Linked DNA regions of Rattus norvegicus: region 2 is linked to region 1. Evidence: chromatin contacts called from public Hi-C data. All regions are on one chromosome and are shown on one strand. Each heading gives the region's core, a stretch centred on a gene start, on an enhancer-like site or on the middle of the called end of the contact. The rest is flanking DNA. Distances are from core to core; before and after follow the strand shown. Region 1 holds the start of Ap1m2 (adaptor related protein complex 1 subunit mu 2). Region 2 overlaps Slc44a2 (solute carrier family 44 member 2).

Region 1 (4,379 bases), core at 1,039-3,538:
CTGAGCTAAATCCCCAGCCCCGACCTTGAACTCTTGATCCCCCTGCTTCCATCCTGGCGAGAGCTAATGTTACAAACCCTCTAGGAGTAAATTACCTCCCCGACTGTCTTTCCTTTTCTGATTAATTTAGGCACCTTTTCTACGAAGCCCCAGCTGGTCTCAACTTCTCAATCCTCCTGCCTCGGTTTCTAGAGTGCTGGGGTCACAGTGTTTGTCACCATATCACACTCTGTGTGCAATTCAGTGAGGGGCCTAGCTAGGACTCTACCTCTGTACGCCTCGGTTTTCATGCCTGTTATGTAGGTACCTGACACCCACAGCTAAAAGTGTCCTGGGTGCATACTGAACACCATCAACATTCTGCCAGTACGTGTTATGCTGGGGATGGGCTTGGGGGGTAGAGGCGGAAGTACAAGGCCATCCTCGGCTACATAGTAAGTGCAAAGCCAACCTAAACTACATGAGGTTCTGACAAAAAAATAAATAAATGAAAAATAAGGAACATGGGCTCAGCAGTAGAGGACCATCCTACTGCGTATGAGGTCCTTCCGACATCAATCAGTGGACGTGCTGGGCCTTGTCTTTCTTACCAAGGGCCTGTCGTCAGAGTTAGCAGGGAAGCTTGAGGCAAAAGGATAGCAGGTCCAAAGCCTAGCAAAGCTCCAGAGTGAATCTGAAGCCAGCCTGGGGAATTCAACCAGATACCATTTCAAATTTAAACCGCACAGGAGGGACCGCAAGAGAACTCAGGGGTTCTCAGTGGTTGAAGGGTCTCGCTGCCGAGCCTGGTGGCCAGAGGTCCAAGCCACACACGTGGGGATAGGACAGAACAGACTCTCACACAGGCAGAGCAAATAAGTGTAATTTTTAAATAGTATGAGGAGGATTAAGATGTAATTTAGTTGGGCTGGAGGGATGGTTCAGTGGTTAAGATCACCAACTGCTCTTCCAGAGGTCCTGAGTTCAAATCCCAGCAACCACATGGTGGCACACAGTCATCTGTATTGGGATCTGGTGTGTCTACAGACAGTTAGGTATACATTAAATAAATAAATAAATAAATAAATAAATAAATAAATAAATAAATAAAATCTTTAAGACGTAATTTAGTGGCAGTATGCTGGCTTAGCTTGGGTTCCGCCCCCACCACTGAGGAGGAAGAGGAGGAAGAACCTTTCCTGAGGAATTCAGTGCCTGCCTCAGCCTTGAGGTAGGTGTCTTTGGGTCCATTTTCCAGACTGAAGAAGCTGAGGTTTAAAACTATGTCCACAAAAAGCTGAGAGGTGGACCTGAACCTCTTCCCCTCCTGGGCCGTTCTTGTTCAAGGTTATTTATTTCTTTGTCTTGCTATTGTAGCCCAGGCTGGCCTTGCCCTCCTGAGCTCAGGTCATCTCTCTGACTCAGCTTCCACAGTAGCTAGAGTGACAGGTGCATGGTAAAACACCTGGCCTCCTTGTCCTTCTTGGATCTTTTTACAGGCACTATTTTTTGTGTGTATGGAGTGTGTGCATGTGCGTGTGTGTCTGTGTCTGTGTGTTTGTGTGTGTCTGTGTGTCTGTGTGTTTGTGTGTGTCTGTGTGGGTGTGGTCAGAGGACAACTTTGTAGGTTGTCTCCATTCCCCTTTACTTGGGTTTGGGTCAGGTTACCAGACTTACACAGCCAGTGTCTGGGCTTGTTGAGCCTGTTTTGGTTTTGAGGCAGTGAGTGTCACGTAGCTCAGGCCCGATTCAAACTCCCTTGATTTCCTGATCCCTCTGCCTCCACCTCCCAAGAGCTGGAATTGGGACTGTTTATGCAGTGCACTGGGATCACACCTAGGTCTGTGTGCTAGGCCAGCTGGCTGACAACTGAGGCACACGACCTTGTGTCATTATGTTACAGGGATCTCGTTTTCATCTCTACTGCTGTCATTGTCACAGGAGAAGCGACAGTCGACTTGCAAGGATAGGGGTATGGCCTTCTACTCCAGAGTTACACTTGGCCCATTTATTGAACTCCGGAGTTGCAGAAGGGCTGTGCTCACTGGTTCAGGGCGCTCAGATGGTGGATATCTTTCTTATTCTCATTTTTACAAACAGGAGAAATGACGCTCAGAGAGGTGAAACCCCTTGCCACAGATGCCGGCTGAAGAGGGCGGGTCCCCAGCTCCCGGTCCTGTGCCCTGGGCCCTCGTGCTCGCCCGTCGAACCACGATCCCTTGCCCTCTGCCTCACCTTGCCCTTGACGTCCAGAATGAAGACTGCCGAGGCCGACATGGTGGCGCCCGGTGAAGCTAGGAGGCGAGAGCGAGCTGCAGAGGCGGCAGCGCTGCTGCTTCCTTCTTCCTGCGGAAGCGCCTTCGCCCAGGTGAGCCGCCAGGTGAGCGCGTCTTAAAGGGGAGGCCGCCAGGTGAATGCGTCTTAAAGGGGAGGCCGCCAGGTGAGCGGCACGGTCGGCAGCAAATGCCAAGGCTGCTCCAAGAGCTAGGAAAGGCAGAACAGAGGTGCGACTGCAGCCCTAACCCACGTTTCTTTGGGGATCAGGAATGCCTGGGTGGATGGTGAAACTCCAGGACATTTATCCATTGATCCTTCAACTCACCCACCGCCCCCCTCGCCCACCGTACGTCTATTCATTCATCCTCTTATCCGCCCACCCCGTCTCCACCCACACTCCCATTCCAGTCAGCTATCCATCCCTCACCCCCTCCCACATACATATACACATTCACATCAACATCTACTAACCCACCCACGCATCCACCCACCCACCAGGGCATCCGTCTGTTCATGTGTCTGTATAGCTTGTTCAATCACCTACACCTACAGTATCAACAGGACTTTGCCTGTTTTCTATGTGTGACCCGGTGCCCACCACTAGGTGTTCAGTAATGTAATCCTTCTCACACTATACATTTTACTACTTTCTGTTATAGTTGTTGTTGTTGTTATTGATTGACTGGTTTGGGTTTTTTTTTTTTTTCTTCAAAACAGGGTTTCCCTGTGTATCCGTAGCTGTCCTGGAACTCACTCTGTAGACCAGGCTGGCTGCCTGTGTCTGCTGGGATTAAAGGCGCCTGTGTAATTTTTTGTTTGTTTGTTTTTGCTTATCGTTTGTGTTGTGTTGTGTTGTTAATTCTAGAAGAGTTCATTATGTGGTCCAGACCGGCACAGCCTTACAAGTTCTGTGATTACAGTCATGAGCCACCAGGCCTGACTTTGTTTTTTGTTTTCTAATTTCATTCATTTTTTTTAAAGCCCAAGCTATCCTTAAATTCAAGATCGTTCTGTCTCTACTTTCCCGTTGCTGGGATACCGTTTTGCGGAGGGTAGTGTGTGTGTTGGGGGGAACAACAAAAAAACCAAAACCACTCCAAACCTTAACCAAGCCTAAGCATAGCGCTCCGCTGTGGAAGAAACGTTTCCTGAGAGGCCGCCAGGGGGCGACAAAGCCCGCTTGGGCATCGTGGCTGCCGCCGACCTTTATCAGGCCCAGAGTCCAGATGGAGCTATGAGAATCGCCCACGGGAATTGTCTTAAAGCAGAGATGGGGCCTGTATGAAGAGCTTACGAGCCGAGCACAGTCAGTCTGTCTCAGGACCACACAGCCAGGTTAACAAGCCACTCTTCCATTATTCTGGTTGTTTTTACGGCCCTAGGGGGATTGAATGCCCACCGTTGCCAGTGCCAGGCTAGCACTGTGCCCCTGGTTATACCCCCAGCCCTTAATGTTTTTGACCGGGGCCTCCATGTATAGGACAGACTAACCTTAAATTCCCAACTCTTCCACCTAACCCTTACTAGTAGTTGTGTAATCTTCACGCTTGTCATAAATACCTTCCAAGAAGAAACGCTACAGATAACCACACCTACACCCTTTTTAAAGACCCGTCTAGCCCAAGCCTTCTACAGCACAGGAGCATCTTGAACTCCTGAACGGTGGAACCCAGGACTTTGGGTATGCTAGGCAAACTCTACCCGCTAAACTAAGCCATCATTTTCTGGATAACCGTTTGAGGGAACCAGAGAGCTGCTGATAGCTTCGCTTGGCAAGATAAGGAGCCCGAAGGTTAGCTCCAAGAGGGTACAGTCATCCAACGGTTTTGTTTGTCTGCTTTTGTTATTAGTGTTATTATATAGTTCCAGACAGCCTGGAAACCATTATCTGCCTCGGTGCTGGGGAATCACAGGAATCCACAATTATGCTCCGTTTTTGTGGTGCTGGGGCTAGAACCCAAGCAATCTTGCGTGCTAGGCCCATGATCTACCAACTGAGCTCCAGCCCCAAGCTTTTAGCTTGGCTCCACTCACAAGTTCATAGGAGAGGGATCCTTCCTGATTATCTGCAGCCTGGGCTGGGCTCACCCCTGTTGGGGGTGGGGTGGGCAGATCCCTGGGAC
Region 2 (4,379 bases), core at 1,055-3,554, 47 kb after region 1:
TTTACTTTATATATGTGAGTACACTGTTGCTTCAGACACACCAGAAGAGACCATCAGAACCCATGACAGATGGTTGTGAGCCACCATGTGGTTGCTGGGAATTGAATTCAGGTCCTCTGAAAGAGCAGCCAGTGCTCTTAACCACTAAGCCATCTCTCCAGCCCTTTTTCCGATTTCCTGACTTTTATGTGTTTTGGTGTTTTGCCTGCATGTGTGTCTGTTTATCACATGCATGCACGATGCCCATGGTGGCCAAAAGAAGGCATCATGTTCTCTGGACCTGGGATGTGAGGTTACGGATGACTGTGAACTGCCATGCGGGTCTGAGAATTGACCCCAGGGCCTTTGCAGGAGCAGCAGCCGTGCAGCAGGAGGGCAGTGTTGCTCTCGCTAAGGACTCATGTTCAATTCCCAGCGACTGCACTAGACTATGTAACTCCAGCTCCAGGTGATCTGATGTCCTCTTCTGGCCTCCCTGAGCAATTGCTCTTAGGTGCCTGTGCCCGTACCTAGAATCAAAACTAAAATGAGGGAAAACAGGAAGTGATTTACTCATCATAGCCACATTGGCATGACGAATAAATAAATGATTTATTTTGAGACCGGGTCTCACTATGTAATCCTGGCCAGATTGCAACTCTGTGTACACCACGCTGGTCCTGAGCTCATAGAGATCCCCCTGCCTCTGTCTTCCAAGTGCTGGGATGAAAGGCATGAACCACACATGAAGCTGAGAGGGAAATGTTTTTAGGGCTGGAAAGACAGCTCAGCAGTTAAGAGGACAGTTACTCTTGCAGAGGGCCTGGGTTCAGTCCTCACCTCCAGCCCCAGAGGATCTGGCAACTTCTGATGCTCTGGGTTATCAGGCTACACATATAAACATGCCAGCAAGATACTTGCACAAATGTTTTGTAAAAGGTAAACAGATGTTTCAAAGATGAGGCAGGGGGATTGCCATGAATTCTGTAAATACAGTCTGCCTCTTGGCTCATGAGAGTAAGAGGTTTCTCAGCCTAGGGAGGACAGTGATGGGGCCAGCTGGAAAAACGATGTTTTCTCTTGAATAGACAGTGATCATTGGCTCCTACTTGATCGCGCACGGCTTCTTCAGCGTCTATGGCATGTGCGTGGACACACTGTTCCTCTGTTTCTGTGAGTGACCCCTTTATCTCAGCACACCAGGGGCCCTGACTTCCTTCTCCCCAGAGGACAGGAAATGCCTCCCTCTAATGAAAGCACAAAGCCACCCTCACCCCAGAGTCCCCCAGGGCCAGAGGTGTTCCTTCTAGGCCCACGCATGCCTTCCTGGCCTCCTCACCACACTTCAAGCTAACTGTTCCTCACCCGCCTGTCCAGACATAGCTGGAATATTCTATCCCCTGGGTCTGTGGCTTTGAAATTTCTGGCTTTGTTGGGGACTAGTGCAGGGTTCATGGGTGCCACTAACTCTGGTCTCCACGTGTCTTTTTCTTCCTCCTCCCCTTCCTCCCCCCCATGCCTGCTGGCTTCTTTTCCGTTTTTTCCTCTGCCTCCCTTTTCCAACCCCCTTCTTTCCTGACCACCCTATTTTCCACCCCTGCTGGTTCCTGGGGGGCCCAGGTGAGGACCTTGAGAGGAATGACGGCTCTCAGGAGCGACCCTACTTCATGTCGCCCGAGCTGAAAGACATCCTATTGAAGGGGAGTTCGCAGGCGGGCAAGCAGGAGGAAGTTGAGGAGGAGTAGAGAGTGAGGGAGACTGGCAAGCTGGCCAGTGGGCCTCTGGAGACCGGGTTTGTGCATGTGATGGTGCTTCTTTGACTGGGAACGTGGGGCTCCTGTAGTCCTTCCTCATCCCTTTCTTTTGCAAAACTAGGCAGTCATCCTATCCCGGAGCCGAAAGCCCATCCATCCTCTCACTGGGGCGTTTAGTCGGAGACTCAGCCGCTGAGCCACGCCCCCAGTCTCTTGGAGGGTGGGGGGACTAGGCAGGGGCTCAGCCCCTGAGCCACGCTCTCAGCCCCTCTCTGGGTAATGTTAGGCCGTAGCTGTCCCCAGCCCCTCGCTGGGGGATGCTAGGCAAGTGTTCTGCCACTAAACTAAGCCCTGGCCTTGTTAACTTTGTAGTTTGAGACAATGTCTCACTCGGTTGCCCAGGCTGGCCTTGACCTTAAGGTAGTGAAAGCAGGCCTTGAGGCTGGCGTTGTTCTGTTTCGGCTTCTTAAATACCTTGGGTAACAGACCTTTGCTGCTACGCCCTGTGCTCCTGTGTGTTGCGTTCTAACCCTGAGGCTTCTCTACGGCCCTCTGTTCCCCTGTTCCCCGTCCCCAACCCCCACGCCTTCCTGTCAACTCCCTCTCACATCACGTGCTTTGGGGCTCTGTCCACAGTGGAGGATCTGGAGAGAAACGACGGCTCAGCCGAGAGGCCTTACTTCATGTCTTCCACTCTCAAGAAACTCCTGAATAAAACCAACAAGAAAGTAGCAGAATCCTAAAGATGCCTGCCGCCCAGCCCTCTCAGGACGCTGTGATCCGGTGCTTGCTGTGCAGCTGGGTCCCAGTTCCCAGCTCATCAGACTTGTGTAACGTCACATCACTGCCTCTCTGCCACCCTCCCCGAGTCCCCATTTCCAGGGACCCAGAGGAATTGGGGCATCTCTGTCCTATGCCAAAGGGCACTTGGGAGTTTTCGGTGCAGCCCTGGGAAATGGGACAGAATGGGTCTCTCCAATCCTTGCTGGCTCAGACGGTGCCAATATGGCGAAGCGACTTGAAGTTGAGGATGGGAGATGGCCCGAGGATGTGTGCAGCCAACTTCTTTGTATTTCGGTAACCCTTCTGGCCAAGAGGGGAAGACTGGATGAGACGAGCTCAATGAACACTAGCTCCAAGCTTCCTAGCCAGAATAAAACTGGATCTCCACGACTGGCTGATGTCGCCTAAGGGCCAACAAATAACATGTCTCACTCTTAGTCCTTTGCAGCCTAGACAGACGGTAAGAGGCCCACCTGCTTCTCTTCCACCAGGCTCCATAGCTGAGTGGAGTCACCAAGAGTGCCTTCACATGTAACCCCACCTCCAGCCTGGGGTGGCTGGGGTCACAGGAAGGAGTGTGTACCCAGAACTGGAGGAGTTTTCCAGATAAACATCCATCCGGGAGGAGGGCCCTGTGCAAGGAACGAGAGCGGTGGTGGGGGTTGGGAGTGGCTCTGGAAAACAGGCTTCTGTACTTAGATCCTACAGAGTACCTTTGACTGATGGCTTCCAAACGGAAAACTTGAGGTTGGAAAATGAGTGAAAATAGGGTCTGCCTCCCCACCCCTCTCTCTTCCAGTAATACACACTGCCCTCTTTGTGAGAGGAAAGAAACTGAAGTTCACCCAAGGGATGGTTTCAGGGGATGAGGTGTGGGTGTGTTGTGTATTCCAAGTTAACTAGGCCTATCTGGTTTCTTTCACTTGAAACTAGAGACTCTGTTTGCCAAACTTCTTAATCTTGGGGGCCAGTAGACTGGTTCCTCACTTTACCTATCATATGCTAAGACCCTCCCCTCACCCCACTATGGCTATCCGTGAGATACCAGGATGTTGGAAACCAGAGGCTCCCAGCCTGGAGGCCCAGGCTTTCCTATGCCTGCCTGTGTGCCATCGCGCCCCACCCTTCTCTTGTATGCCCTGCCCTGTGCTTACGTAATTGCATTCCAGCCAGTTAATAAAGTGCCTCTTGTACAGATACTGACCTGGTGTGGTTAATAGGGATGTGGGATGCTGTGGGAGGGAGGGTATCTCAGAGGGAAGGAGAGATAGAAAACAGCCTGGAGTTTACTGCCAAAGCGTGCCCTGCAGCTTCTGTTGGCTCCTGTAGGACCCTAGTGAAAAAAAGCTTCCACTCATTCCTAGGGTCCAGGAACAGCCGCTTGCTTCTCCTCTCCTCCCCTCAGTAACTGCCCTGGACACAGGCGGACCCTGCACCTGCACCAAGCGTCACAGTGGAGGGAAGTGCATATTCCTTTAGTCTATTTTGTAGCTTCTGTGTTTCTGGGTGAGTGTATGCCATGTGGATGCAGTTTTCCATAGAGACCAGCAGCAGGCATTGGAGCCCCTGGGGTTGGACTAGAGGTCATGAGGCCCCTTGTCAAGGCTGGAAATCGACTGGTTCCTTCGAAAGATCAGGATACATTTACTGTTTAAATTGTTTTTATGTTTTTGGGCATTTTGTCTGCATGTATATCTGTGCCCTATGCCTATGCCTCCTTGGTCTCAGAGACCAGAAGTGGGGCTTAGGGTCCTCTGGAATTATAGACAGTTGTGAGCTCCACACGCCCTAGCACACACAAAAAGTTGTTTCTTTTTCTGTTGTTTTTGCTTGTTTTTATTTTTTTTCTTTTTTTCGGAGTTG

What was found. Hi-C and Micro-C count contacts between places; a contact is called where the count stands out from the background.
Region 2: a contact with region 1 is called in a Hi-C map of liver, with 8 times the contacts expected there. The contact joins the enhancer-like site here to the promoter of Ap1m2 in region 1. A contact is called at or near these places in 12 of 12 Hi-C or Micro-C datasets (the A7r5 cell line, the Rat2 cell line, Schwann cells and 7 more) and 1 of 1 datasets of contacts at active chromatin or transcription factors (oligodendrocytes).

The regions. Positions count from the first base shown.
Region 1 is chr8:28,130,354-28,134,732 of GRCr8, forward strand. Ap1m2 (adaptor related protein complex 1 subunit mu 2) reads right to left here and starts at 2,289. Exons shown (of 12, transcript NM_001108996.3): 1 at 2,215-2,289. The coding sequence starts at 2,256.
Region 2 is chr8:28,177,782-28,182,160 of GRCr8, forward strand. Slc44a2 (solute carrier family 44 member 2) reads left to right here. Exons shown (of 22, transcript NM_001134715.1): 21 at 1,068-1,152; 22 at 2,370-3,715. The coding sequence ends at 2,476. Among named protein-coding and RNA genes, the nearest start is that of Slc44a2, 16 kb to the left of the region's middle. Within about 2 kb of position 2,305, at least 10 of the 93 cell types and tissues checked have an H3K27ac peak or open chromatin away from gene starts, as enhancers often do. A contact at or near this core is called in Schwann cells and liver, where this site is marked.